Linked DNA regions of Callithrix jacchus: region 1 is linked to region 2. Evidence: chromatin contacts called from public Hi-C data. All regions are on one chromosome and are shown on one strand. The core of a region is the stretch at or near the end of the contact, and the rest is flanking DNA. Distances in the headings are between cores, read along the strand shown.

The links. Hi-C and Micro-C count contacts between places; a contact is called where the count stands out from the background.
Region 1: a contact with region 2 is called in a Hi-C map of skeletal muscle, with 5 times the contacts expected there. The contact joins the promoter of TGFB2 here to the promoter of LYPLAL1 in region 2. A contact is called at or near these places in 2 of 3 Hi-C or Micro-C datasets (both in skeletal muscle).

What each region holds. Positions count from the first base shown.
Region 1 is chr19:10,724,215-10,730,446 of calJac240_pri, forward strand. It overlaps TGFB2 (transforming growth factor beta 2), which reads right to left and starts at 1,321. Exons shown (of 8, transcript XM_035281121.3): 1 at 1-1,321. LOC118149529 (a long non-coding RNA gene) reads left to right here and starts at 4,340. Exons shown (of 3, transcript XR_004737069.3): 1 at 4,340-4,573; 2 at 5,763-5,871.
Region 2 is chr19:9,881,960-9,888,601 of calJac240_pri, forward strand. It overlaps LYPLAL1 (lysophospholipase like 1), which reads right to left and starts at 4,038. Exons shown (of 5, transcript XM_078356548.1): 1 at 3,586-4,038. LOC103789190 (a long non-coding RNA gene) reads left to right here and starts at 4,103. Exons shown (of 9, transcript XR_013529725.1): 1 at 4,103-4,429.

The DNA of each region.
Region 1 (6,232 bases), core at 71-2,570, 840 kb after region 2:
TGTTTTTAAAAAAAGTCAGAAAAAAAAAAAATCAACAATTCTCAAAGTATAGATCAAGGAGAGTTGTTTGGTTTTGTTTGTTTTTGAGGCGAAACTTTTGCAAACAATCTATTCAATGCCCAGTAGAAAAACGTATCTGCTTGAATTTCTTTAAGAAGAAAAGGCAAGTAGTTCCAAAAGGAGAAATATTAATACGGGACGGGCAGGGGGAACCCTGACTTTGGAGAGTAAGAAAAAAAATTCTTGGAGCAACGAGATGGGGGAAAAAGAGACGAGTGGCTATTAAGCAGAAATAAATTTAAGAGGAGGAAATGGAGTTCAGTGTGTCAGCCTCGGGTGCGGAGTGGCGAATCTGAACTCGGCTCCTCCGGCCAAAAGGTAAGAGATGAAAAGGTCCCGGGGCTGGCAGCTGGCGAACTGACGGGAGGGGCGCCGGGAGCGCGGTGAGGGGGGCCGCCGAGGCTGACCTGGGCAGAAATTTATATATTTAAAGAAGGAGCGGTTCGGCCCTGCCCTCCACTGCGGCGCTGAGAGCAGGAGCAGCAGCAGCTCCGGAGCAGAGAAGCGCACACGTGTGTGCGTGCGTGTGTGTGTGTGTGTGTGTGTGTGCGCGTGTGCGCGCGCTCTGTGGGCGAGCCCGGCGCGCCGCGGGGAGGAGTGCGCTTCGCGCGGTGCTCGGAACTCGGTCGGGTGCCGCAGGGGCCGCAGAGGCTGCTGAGGCGGCGCGGATCCTGCTCCCGGAGCTGCGCGCCGTGGCCTACACCCGGACGGGCGCGCGCTGACCCGCTTGGTTACTCCACGTTGCCGCCGCCGCCGCCGCTTGCAAACGCATCCAGCCTCCAGCTCCCTCCTTCTCCTGCTCCAAACGCCAACCCAGCCACAGACGATCAGCCGCCGCCGTTGCGTTCACCCCCTGCGGATCACAACGGCAGCCCTTGCGACACCCTGGCTGGGGAGTTTTATTCCGGAGGGGGTTGCGTAGGGGCTCCCTGGGACTCCCACCCTTTCCCAACCTCTCCTGGCTTCTCCCCAACGTGGACTTGCTCGCTTAGGGTAGGTAGGCACTTGCCACGCTAAAATAGACCCTCTCTGTCTCCTCCGGTCTGCAGCCGGGCAGCCCCTTAGTTTGTTCCTGGATGACTCCCTAGACCGTTAGGCTAATATTCTCCAACCCCCTCCCCTGCCTCTTTCACTTGCGCTCTGGCTCCGCTGTCTTTTCTCTCTTTCTCTCTTTTTCTTCCTATCTCTATCTGTCTCTCTCTTGTCCGGAACTTCTGGAGCTCCGCTCGGAGCGAACCTCCTGCTGCCAGCAGATAACATCAGGATCTTGCCGGGGAGGAGAGATTTATAAGTTCTCTCTGAACCACGTGTCTGCCTTCAACAAAGTGACGTGCTAGGATTACAGGCAGAAGTCCTCTCGTTACTTCGACCGCGAGCTCTCCCCGAACCGTTGAGGGGGTGTGGAAATGAGGACCGCTGTGGGAAAGGGAGGAAGGAGGTGGGATGTGCGCTCTGTGATTTACGGCATTTACTTTCTAGTCATTTGGACAGGTCTGTTGAAGGACAATCAAGTCTCCCGTTTTTACTTAGTGTAGCTCAGTCACAGCCTCCCAAACGGAATCACTTGCTCTAGAACGGAAGGCTTTCCTCCTCTGTTAGGTGTGCACACATGCTTCTATGGGAGGGAATGCCGGTCTACTCAGGGCCAGGCCAGTCCTGAAGACATACCTTCCAATCTTTTAAATTAATGTCATCATTAATTTCCTGGGATACCTCAACAGGCTGCCATCCTAGAGTTTGTTCTGTTCGTTTGTAGTTTACAATGTAGCCTTCTGTTTGGGAACTGCTGGAAAACAGAGAGGCATCATTTTTTACCTAAAGAATAAGGTACATTTATTTGTTTTTACTTACTTGAATGAATGGTCACCTTTATAATTTGCTACCTAGCCACTTCCTGTATGGCTTTCTCTTCACCTTCCTGCGAGGCTAAACACCATCAACCAACTTCATTCTTTCCACAGCATTAATCCAGGAAGCTGGAATTTTAAGTGTTTGATGTCTACTGTTCTACACTACTCATAACTTGACATTTTCTATTTCAACCAAGTCTAAATTAGATGAATACAAGAATAATTCTTACCACTGTTCCGCTTTCCCTTTTTCTCTTCTTCTACCTTTAGTTACTCAAAGTCAACATTTTCATTTCAGCATGACTCTGCAGCCATACTGACTAGACAGATGATTTAAACTGGAAACTCTGTTGAGTTTTCCCCCAAACCCAAGGTGTCTATACTATTCCCTAGTTCATATGTTCCCTAGTTCAGAAAAGTCACAAAGAACCTTCCACCACTTTTGGAATTTATACTTTAGATGTGTATGAGGCCTAGATCATGAGTAGAGCACTGGATGAATAAAATAATAATAGCTAATGTGTACTACACTTAGTGATGTGATGTGTGTTGTGTATGGCCATCTAACCTTCACAACAACCCGAGGAAGTAGGTATTATCCATGTTTTGCAGATGAGGAGACTGAGGTACAAAGAAGTCAAGTACTTTAAGACCACAGTAGGTGGTAGAGCTGGATTTTTGCAGTCAGGATCCACTATGTTCTTACCAACTATGTGCTTTTGAGAAACCGTGGTCCCAGAATATGTTCTGACAAACAGAAATTCTGGGTCAAACAAGTCTGGGAGATACTGGGTACTCTACTGTCCTCTTAGATTCCTCATTCCGGAACGTTATCATTATAAAGGCTCCGAAACTCCTGCAGAGTTTCACTCTTTTAACCCAGCATTTTCTGAACTCCCTTGAATACAGACTTTTTTCCATTATCACATATTGAAAAACTCTGGAATAAAATAAGTGTTCCAACCCATTTCTGAATAATTCTAAAAATTGTGTCTAAATCAGTACTGGCAGGTTCATTTCCTTCACACCAGTTTTGAATTGAAGCAACTTGAAAGGAGTTAGAAACCAGCTACCATCCCAGTAGCCCAAGAGAAAGATAATCAAGAGGCGCTATTGTCAGATTGGTAGTTTCATCCAGTTAAGTCCTCCCTCTGAGTTCAGATTGAGAGCTGCAGTCAGCTAGCTCTACTGACTGGAGAAAAAGTGAATATTCCTACACCTGCGGCCATTATAGACATAGAGCAGGAGCTCCAAACTAGAGCCACTGAGTGAAATTGCTGCTGGTTACCTAAGTTAGCTGTCACCATATTTTGCTGAGGATATAGGTTCAGCTTTCCCACAAGCCAGTGAGCATCTCTCATGTTTACAGACAACCTTCCCGGTACAGACACTGATGCACCTTAAGTTAAGTAGATTCAGATCAGAGTGTGGGGAGAGTAGCAAAAGTCCATTTACATCACTTCCAGGAAGACGGCCTAAGCCATACATTCTGAGAGACACCCCTCTTCCTGACATAGACATACACACTTTTGTTCATATACTTAGTTTATTGAATACCTATTGCTCACTTAACAACTCCTCAGACCTGAGACCCCTGACCTATTCATAAGAGGCTACTTTCATTTCCCCAAAGCCCAGGAGGCCCAGGAGGTAAGACAGGGGAGGTATCAGTAAAAGCTTCTGGAATGGGTAAGTGCAGTAAATGAGTATAGCAAGAGAGGGGAAGCCCCTTTCCACCTCTCAAATGATCAGTTCTTTGAAGACCTAACAGGCAAGATCACAAGAGCTGTCTCCCTGGTAACCGTAAATGAAGCCTTTCTTCTATTAAATAATTCTTTTTTTTTTAAATTGCATTTTAGGTTTTGGTAAATAATTCTTTTAATGCCTTTTCATCTCTATATTTAAAAAGAAAAACATTCACTAAATTTATGGAGATCTTATGTGCCAGGGTCTCTACAGTCTTCATGGTAAAGGGAATTTAACTGATATACACCATCTTGACTACTTCAAGGAGGCAGAAGAGTACAGTGGTTTAAAGGGCAGGCTCCAGTGATAGTTTCTTGGGTTCAGATTTCTGTCACTTTCTGGCTTTGTGATCCTGACAGAGCTACACACTGACTCTCTGAGTTTCTTATCCTATCAGGTCTTTATTTCTGTCAGGGAATTTATAATAAAAATACTGGGCTTCACTCTCTCTGAAAAGCTAGGGAAGAACCCAAGAAGAATCTGCTTCTAGTTATGCCTCCTAGTGTTTCTGTAGGCACATTTTAAATAGTATTATACTTTGCCCCCAGTAATTATAGGAGGAAAGGACAAGAAAATACACTTTTGGTGAATAAAATGCTAAGTGACTATCAAATTTCAGTTAAACATTCACGATTAAAGTCTATTAACACCCTCAAGTGGAATTTTGTGTTTCCAAATTACAGAAGTAGAGGGTGCAGCTGTTTCCATCTTAGCCATTCTGCACTCATCAATAGGTCTATTCACTTAAGTAATGTGGAATTTCTACAAGAGGCTGAAGAAAACAAAACTACTCATCCCTGTCCTGGACTTTTGTGCCTATGGATCATAGGTCCTTCCTAACATTGACCAAAGAAGAACTTCATTTGTAACAACTCTGGAGGCTTTCCAGGATAATTTCAAGCATGAAAAATAAGGAGGTAAAAAAAAGAAATATATGGAACAACTGTCATTGATTACATTTTCCCCCAAATAGCGATACTTGATAAACGCAAAATAGCGCTTTAATATGAAAATACACCAAAAATCTTTTAAACTTTTATTTATAATTTTATATTTGATGCTACTATTCAAAAACAATGGTCTATATCAATTTTGTCTCATGTTCTGTATGTGTTTCTATAAACAGCTTCATTTCATTATTCTGATTATGAATAATGAAATGGAAAGGTAGTTTCCTCATGAAGAATAATCCGATTGTTATTTGTATTTAAAGGTTAATCTAAGGAAGAAGTATTATGAGAAAAGGAGGGAACGATGGGCAAGGAGGAAAATGGAAACAGGGTGGGTCTAAAGAGATCAGAGGTGGTAAAAGATAAAGAGATAGCACCAAGAGAAACCAGAGCACATCAGCAGGTTGTGAGGCTTTAGAGATAAACTCATCACACTAATGCTACACTGTGGGAACGTTATCTCATCCTTTGGAATTATGATTAGTTGACTGATGACTACTTATGGCTTTTGGGCCTGTCATATCTCTACAATTTTAGCTCTCCAGGAGTCTTTCTTTGGGAAGCAGTCTCACAGGGGCCTGCGCTATGTCATCCCTGTAGCTGCAGCCTCTGGTTTCTTGCCCCTGGTGAAATTCATCCACTAAGATAGCATTTAGTGACTGATACTTAAATAAATGAACATATGGTAATAGTTGCCATACAGCATAACACTATGGATATGTGCTTAACAAAATGCTCACAAAAAGAAGCCAGCGGTAGTATTTTCCTTATTTTATTTTATTTTATTTTTTTTGAGATGGAGTTTCGCTCTTGTTACCCAGGCTGGAGTGCAATGGCATGATCTCGGCTCACTGCAACCTCCGCCTTCTGGGTTCAAGCAATTCTCCTGCCTCAGCCTCCCGAGTAGCTGGGATTACAGGCACGCGCCACCATGCCCAGCTAATTTTTGTATTTTTAGTAGAGACGGGGCTTCACCTTGTTGACCAGGATGGTCTCGATGTCTTGACCTCATGATCCACCTGCCTCGGCCTCCCAAAGTGCTGGGATTATAGGTGTGAGCCACCGCGCCCGGACTTTTTCCTTATTTTTTAGAGCAGTATTTGACACTCACCTTTACAGAATCTCTATTCCTGCTTCATTTATTCTACCACCACAGAAGTTCACAGTCTTCACAAGGCAAGAAGCCAGAATGGTTGCTGAGGAGAAATGGACAGTGTTTTGGCCAACTAAAAATGAAAACAAAAGATGAGAAAGAAAAGGAGAAGGTGAGTGACAGAGAAAAATATGCTCTCATAATTAAAATGAGTATAACAAAACAGTTTTTTTTTAAAGATACATGTTCTTTAAATGAATTTGTGTCTGTTGTCATCTCAGTGGGCTTCATAGATTGGGGGAAATTCCAAATGTCTAAATTTCCGCTACCAAAATTACCAACCTACATTTCAAATAACTTTGCCCTTCTGCTGCCTCCATCAGCCTGCAATTTAAAAAACAAAAAAAGACTGGGCATGGTGGCTCAAACCTGTAATCCCAGCACTTTGGAAGGCGGAGAAGAACAGTTCATGTGGTCAAGATATCAAGACCATCCTGGCCAACATGGTGAAATCCCGTCTCTATGAAAAATAC
Region 2 (6,642 bases), core at 2,788-5,287:
ATGGAAGAGCTATGGCCAGCTAGAGGGTAGGACAAAATCCAGCCTAGGGTCCTTAAAAAGGATAAGCTAAGAATGGGTTTTATATTATTAAAGTGTCCTTTCTTAAAAAGAGAGAGAAGGGAAAAGCATGTGGAAGACACCTTACATGACACACAAAACATAAAATCCTTACTACTTTTTTACAGAAAGTTTGCCAACCCCTGCCCTACACTACCTGATGTCAGTACCCTCTTGGATATCCCTTCCTACTCTTCTCACTCCAGGCACACTAGCCTTCCTGCTGTTCCTTGAACTTGTCAAGGAACCTACCCTGGGGCCTCTGACTTGGCTTTTCCTTTGTCTAAACAGCCTAATCCAATAATTACATTATTCTCTCACCTAAGTCTAGCTGTAAAGTGTCATCTTTGTTACCTGTAAAGTGTCATCTGTCATCTTTGCGGTGAGGCATATCCTATTTAAAATTGTAACACTGTTCCAACTCCTCATCCATGGAAGCATTCCCTTATTCTGCTTTCTTTGTCTCCATAAAACTTACTGACTTCTACTACAGTGTTTCTTTTATTAGAACATAAGATCCCGCTGGGCGCGGTGGCTCAAGCCTGTAATCCCAGCACTTTGGGAGGCCGAGGCTAGTGGATCATGAGGTCACGAGATCGAGACCATCCTGGTCAACATGGTGAAACCCCCGTCTCTACTAAAACATATACAAAAAATTAGCTGGGCATGGTGGCGTGTGCCTGTAACCCCAGCTATTCAGGAGGCTGAGGCAGGAGAATTGCCTGAACTCAGGAGGCGGAGGTTGTCGTGAGCCGAGATCGCGCCGTTGCACTCCAGCCTGCGTAACAAGTGCGAAACTCCGTCTCAAAAAAAAAAAAAAGAACATAAGATCCATGAGAGCATGGATTTGTATTGTTCACTGCTTTATGATCAGAGCACAGAACAGTGCCTTACACATAGATGAGCACAAACTCCAGTCCCTTCACGCGCACCCACAGCAGGAAGATCAGCGCACACACGGCCAACAACACCGTGGGCTCCGTGGTGGGACGCCGTGCAGGGAGGGCTGCAGGCTCGCGCTGTCAGTCACACCCAAAGGCTGTGATATATTTCTTGAATGAATGGATTCATTAATTAATGTCTACCGGGCAGTTGAAATTCAAAGATTCTATTTTTCCCTGTATATCAGTGACACAAATGGGTATCTCTAGGAGATTTCTGTGATTAGCCAGGGAGAAAAATATAGAGTGAAAAGACCTTGGACCATATTTAGAGAAACCCTATCATTAATGGCCAGGCAGAGGAGGATGAGTCTGCAAAAGAAAGCAGAAGGAGCAAATCAAGACAAAAAAAGAACCCGGAGAGTTTTTGAGAAGAAAGTTCAATGTGGATGACAAGTTCAAGTAAGAGGAAGACTGAAAAATGTCCATTACATTGAGTGACACACAGCTTGAGCTTACTGGTGACTTTACCAATACAGAAAGAAAGCAATAAACAAGACACATGGATTGGGCTTTGTGAGCCTAATAGCTTCATGTGGAATACAGACATTACATAATTGCAGATATGACTACCACTGAAAGAAGACCCAGTGTCTGGTGGGAGAAAAACAGAGTGAATTAATCTGATCTGAGAGACTGAACAAAACTAATTAACCTATCATTTATTTTTATCATCTTAAAAGGTCTGTCTTTAGTATTTTATTAATAGAAAAGGCTCAAATTAAGTTGGCTATATACAATTTACACTCTCATATGTTCTTCTATGGCTGCTATCTCCTAGAAGAAAATCTCAAGCTTTTAAGGTTTAAAAAAAACAACTGTCATTAGTAACATTTTTTCGACCTTGAAGAATAAGAATGAAGCTACAAAATAGCATCTATCTATCCATTCACAATGTCCACTTTTAAAAAAGCTGGTACCTTATTTAAGAGTGAAACTGTTAGAACTGGTTAACCGGATGGTAAAACTGAGTGTGATAAAACTGTTAGAACTGGTTTGCCCATATTCTAATTAAGCAGAAACGAAATTTCTCCTATATGATAAACACATATATTAAAGTTTAATGTAAAATCATTAGCTGCTGAGGACCTACTGGATGATGAACACCTACTCCCAAAGACGAAGATGATAAAGACCTACTCCCAATAAGGGTTTTATTTACTTCAATGGAGAATTAAATATATAGGAATCACATTATACTTGCATACTTTGCAGAATTTTTTGCATAAATTCTTTGTTCAAAGTACAAAGGAAAAAATATATATACATGACTGAATCTTAGAGACATATCCTTACAGGTTATAAAAATGTAATGTGAAATTTAAAAGAGTAAGGATAGTTATTTTAAGCAAAGTGCTCCAGGAAGGAAAAAAAGAACACAGTCTAGGCATTCTTCCTAAAGATGATGAGAATTGATTATTTATGTGAAAGGGTATAGTGCTAGGGAATTTCTGGGTACTTATGAATGAACAGTCTTGGAGCCCTAAATAGCACTACTAACCTCCTAGTTAAGTACCGCTGTCATCTTGCACACCTCACTTTCTAAATATATGCCAAGTCTTTTCCTTTAAACACCATCAGCCCTCTTCTTCCCTATCTCCAAAACGATACATCCTACTTCAAGCTTTTTCACCTCACCCAACCAGAGCCCTGAGTTTGACGTCGGAGAGCTTTGGGTTCTAATCCCAAATCCGCCACCACTCACAGTAACAGCTAAGAGACCTTGGCCAAGCAGCTGAACTTGTCTGGCCTCATTTTCAAAATAAAGAGAACACCTCCCACAACTACCCTTTTCCAGGTCTCTGCCCAACCTTTCCAATTCCCTTCCAATCACCATTCCTTTTAGCCTACCCGTCTCGGCTCAAAGACCCCTTTCTTCGAAAAGTCTGACAAGCTTTTCATCTTCCAAATGCCTTAATAATGCCTAACCACATTTTCTTCTCTTACAAGTCACTTGGCAGGAAACCAGGCACCGTCTTGTGATCTTCCATGCACTGCTGACTCAAGCTAATTGAATTGTTTTTGTTTTTAACTTTAGGTAGGCCCCCTAAGGACACCGGCTGCATCGCATTTCTTTAAAAAAAAACAAAAAAAAAAAAACAAAAAACATTCCCTGAGAGCTTACCCTGGGCCAAGCACTGGGGGTGCAAAGATGGACACAAGGACCCTTACTCTCACAATCCAGTGGGGAAGCTCACAATTCAGTAGGGAAGACAGAAAAAAGTGATTACAGATGAGTGTAAGAAACGATACAGCATTAAGTACACGTTACTAAGGTCAGGCAGTGGAAGATAATGCCTCTGGGGCTCCTGCCCCTGTAGTCTATATTGGAAGTTTAATGACACAGGCGATAAAGGGGAAGGAAGGAAAGAAGAGCAGGAAAAAGGAAAGGGAGAGAAAGGACTCCAGCTATGACACAGTGGCTCGCAGAAAGGAGATATTCTGTAAACAGTATCTAAGTTAACTGTGAATCTCAATTGTCTACAGTAGGGGAGCCTGGAGAAAGCAATGGGCAATTACGACTGAAAAATCACTAGTAGCTGATCATGACAAAAACTAAATAATTTCCCTCTAGCAGAAGACTTACCTTACTAACTCGCTCAGTTTAAACTTGGGGCGAGGAATAGGGATGTGGTATAGGCTGCACTGGAGAGAATGTGTGGATGGAGGGCTGGCTGAGCAGCGGGACACAAGGCCCCTAAGCGAGGGTGGTGGGCCAGTGACCGCCCCATAGTAAGAGGAAGACTAAGAGGGGAGGCTGGGGGCAGGCGGCGCTGCCCGTGAATCCATAGCCGGGGCTGGAGACGGGTTAGCCACCCACCGGGCCCTACGTGGGCCCAGCGACACCTGCACTTGGGCAAAAGTGGGGTAACCGAGGGGAGGATGTTTCCCGAGCTGTAGAAAACCAGGACGTAAAACTGAAATCCACCTGAGCCATGCAGGAAGACCAGAGAGGCGCTATGCCTCCCAGCCGGCGACACGACACAGCGCTGCAGAACAGACCCCGACGCAGCCGCCATCGCTGATACCACTGCCAGTCAAGCGGCTCCGCCCCTGCGTCGCCGAGCGGGGCCGCGCTCGCAAACACGCACGCACGCGAGGGAGCACGCCCGGGAGCGCGCATGCGCAGCGCGGCTGGCCGGCTCTCAGATCTCAGCAGTTTGGAGTCCAGTTTGAGGCAATTGTAACCTTACTAAATTTAGTTTTGCCAAGACTGGAATTCTACGTGTGTCAGCCTCGTATGGACTTCTGCAATGACTAATGGATATGTTTATAACCCTCGCATTTGCTGTAGGAATTTTAAATACAATCCCAAAAGTCAAGATTACCTGTAGAAATATTAGTGTTATTACGTTTAAAATTTAATAGAAGCATATTTTACTTTTTACCTTGGGACTGGCACAGGATGTTTGCAGCTTTTGATATACAGGGTAAGTCAGACATATAATAATAACTTCTTTTCGTGTCTCTTATTTTTAGTAGTTTACAAAGCAAATCTCATTTATTGAGATTCTACTTTATATACCCATTAGAATGGATCTTATTTTTACAAAACCAGAAAATTAGTATTTGTGAAGATGTGTAGAAATTAGAAACCTTGTGCATTGCTAATGGGAATGTAAAATGATGTCGCAGCAATAGAAATAATTTGGTGGTTCCTCAAAAAGTTAAACATTGACTTAGTGTATGATCCAGCAGTTCCACTGCTACGTATACACCCAAAAGAAACGAAAGCAGGTACTCAAGCAAATACTCATACATCAGTGTTCTATAGCAGCACTATTCACAAGTACTAAAAGGTGGAAACAAATGTTCATCTGCAGATGGAGAGATAACAAAACGTGCTATGTGCATATTGGAATGGAGTCTTACTCAGCCTTTAAAAAGAATGAGATTTGGATACAGGCCACAACTTGGATGAACCTTGAAACATTATGCCAAGTGAAATAGGCCAGACACAAAAGGACAAATAATTGTATGATTCCGCTTACATGAGATATCTAGAATTGGCAAATGATAGAGACAGAAAGTAGAAGAGGTTACCAGGGGCTAAGGGAAGGGGGGCTGGGAGGTTGTTGTTTAATGCTACAGAGTTTCTGCTTAGAATACTGAAACATTTTTAGAAATGGGCAGTGATGATGGTTGTACAACATTGTTAATAAATGCCAGTGAACTGTAAAATTAATAAATTTTATGTATATTTTACCACAATTTAAAAATACTAAAAAACGGATTTTTTCCTCTATAAAGGCTGAAACATAAGGTATCTTTTAATACTGAAGGCTGTGGCACCAGCAGGTTGCTCTTTCCTCATGTAAAACAATTTTTTTCCTCTATAAAGGCTTAAACTAAAAGGTATCTTTTAATAATGAAGGCTGTGGCACCAGCAGGTTGCTCTTTCCTCGTGTAAAATTTAACAGAGTAACATAGTAGAAGCTTAAGTGCCATTAAACACTGGTCTTCCCATTCATTGCAGTCTGCATCACGTTTAAACAATTACAACTTATCTTTTATTTGTTCCAGGTAATCACCCTACTTCCAGGTAACTAAATTATTTACTATAAAAGGTTAGTTGCCAAACTCACAGCTTTCTCGGTGTTGTATTAATACCAATAATACCATCAACCAGAATGGTCCTACATGCCATTAGTTAACCAGATCAAAAAGAAATTCCGAGTCATTTCTCCAAAGCCGGTAGATCTGCACCTAAGAGTAGTACAAGTGAAGTCCCTGAGGAGGACAGACTAGGGTAGGCTGCGCTCTGATAGCCAATTCTTAAAAAATGCCTTGGCCGGGCGCAGTGGCTCAAGCCTGTAATCCCAGCACTTTGGGAGGCTGAGGCGGGTGAATCACGAGGTCGAGAGATCGAGACCATCCTTCCTGGTCAACATGGTGAAACCCCGTCTCTACTAAATATACAAAAAAAAATTAGCTGGGCATGGTGGCACGTGCCTGTAGTCCCAGCTACTCGGGAGGCTGAGGCAGGAGAATTGCCTGAACCCAGGAGGTGGAGGGTGCGGTGAGCCGAGGTCGCGCCATTGCACTCCAGCCTGGGTAACAAGGGCGAAACTCTGTCTCAAAAAACAAAATAAATGAATAAAAATAAAAGGCCTCTGTCTTTTGACCTGCCTTCCACATATAAGTTCTAGATAACCTTCCACAGCCAGGTGAGAAGAGGGCAGTGCTACTAGGAGAGACCACTTGGAGATATGCCAGGGAAGGCTTTGAGTTCTACTCTTAGAATTCCATTTACTAACAGAAAATCTTGCTGTACACCACCCCATGCTTTTGAGACAGCAAAAAATCAGAATGTAATTATTTAAGAGTCATGATTATTAGTAATAATAAGCAACTAATATTCATGGGATTCACTAGGTGCCAAAAACTGTCTTATATGAATTCCGATAAAACTCAATACTGTTACTATCTGCTTTTTTCAATGAGGCTCAAAGAGGTAAGGAACCTGGCTGAAAGTCATAGTGCCAGTCAATTGTAGAACCTGGATTCATATGCTAGGCCTAACTCCAGAGCACAGGTCCTTAACTTTACCCATATTTACACATGAGTGCAGAGAAATAAAGCAAGGGCATGTCCCAACTCTTATTTCAAAAGCAAAAATCTGGAATTTGTATTGTGGCCCTTT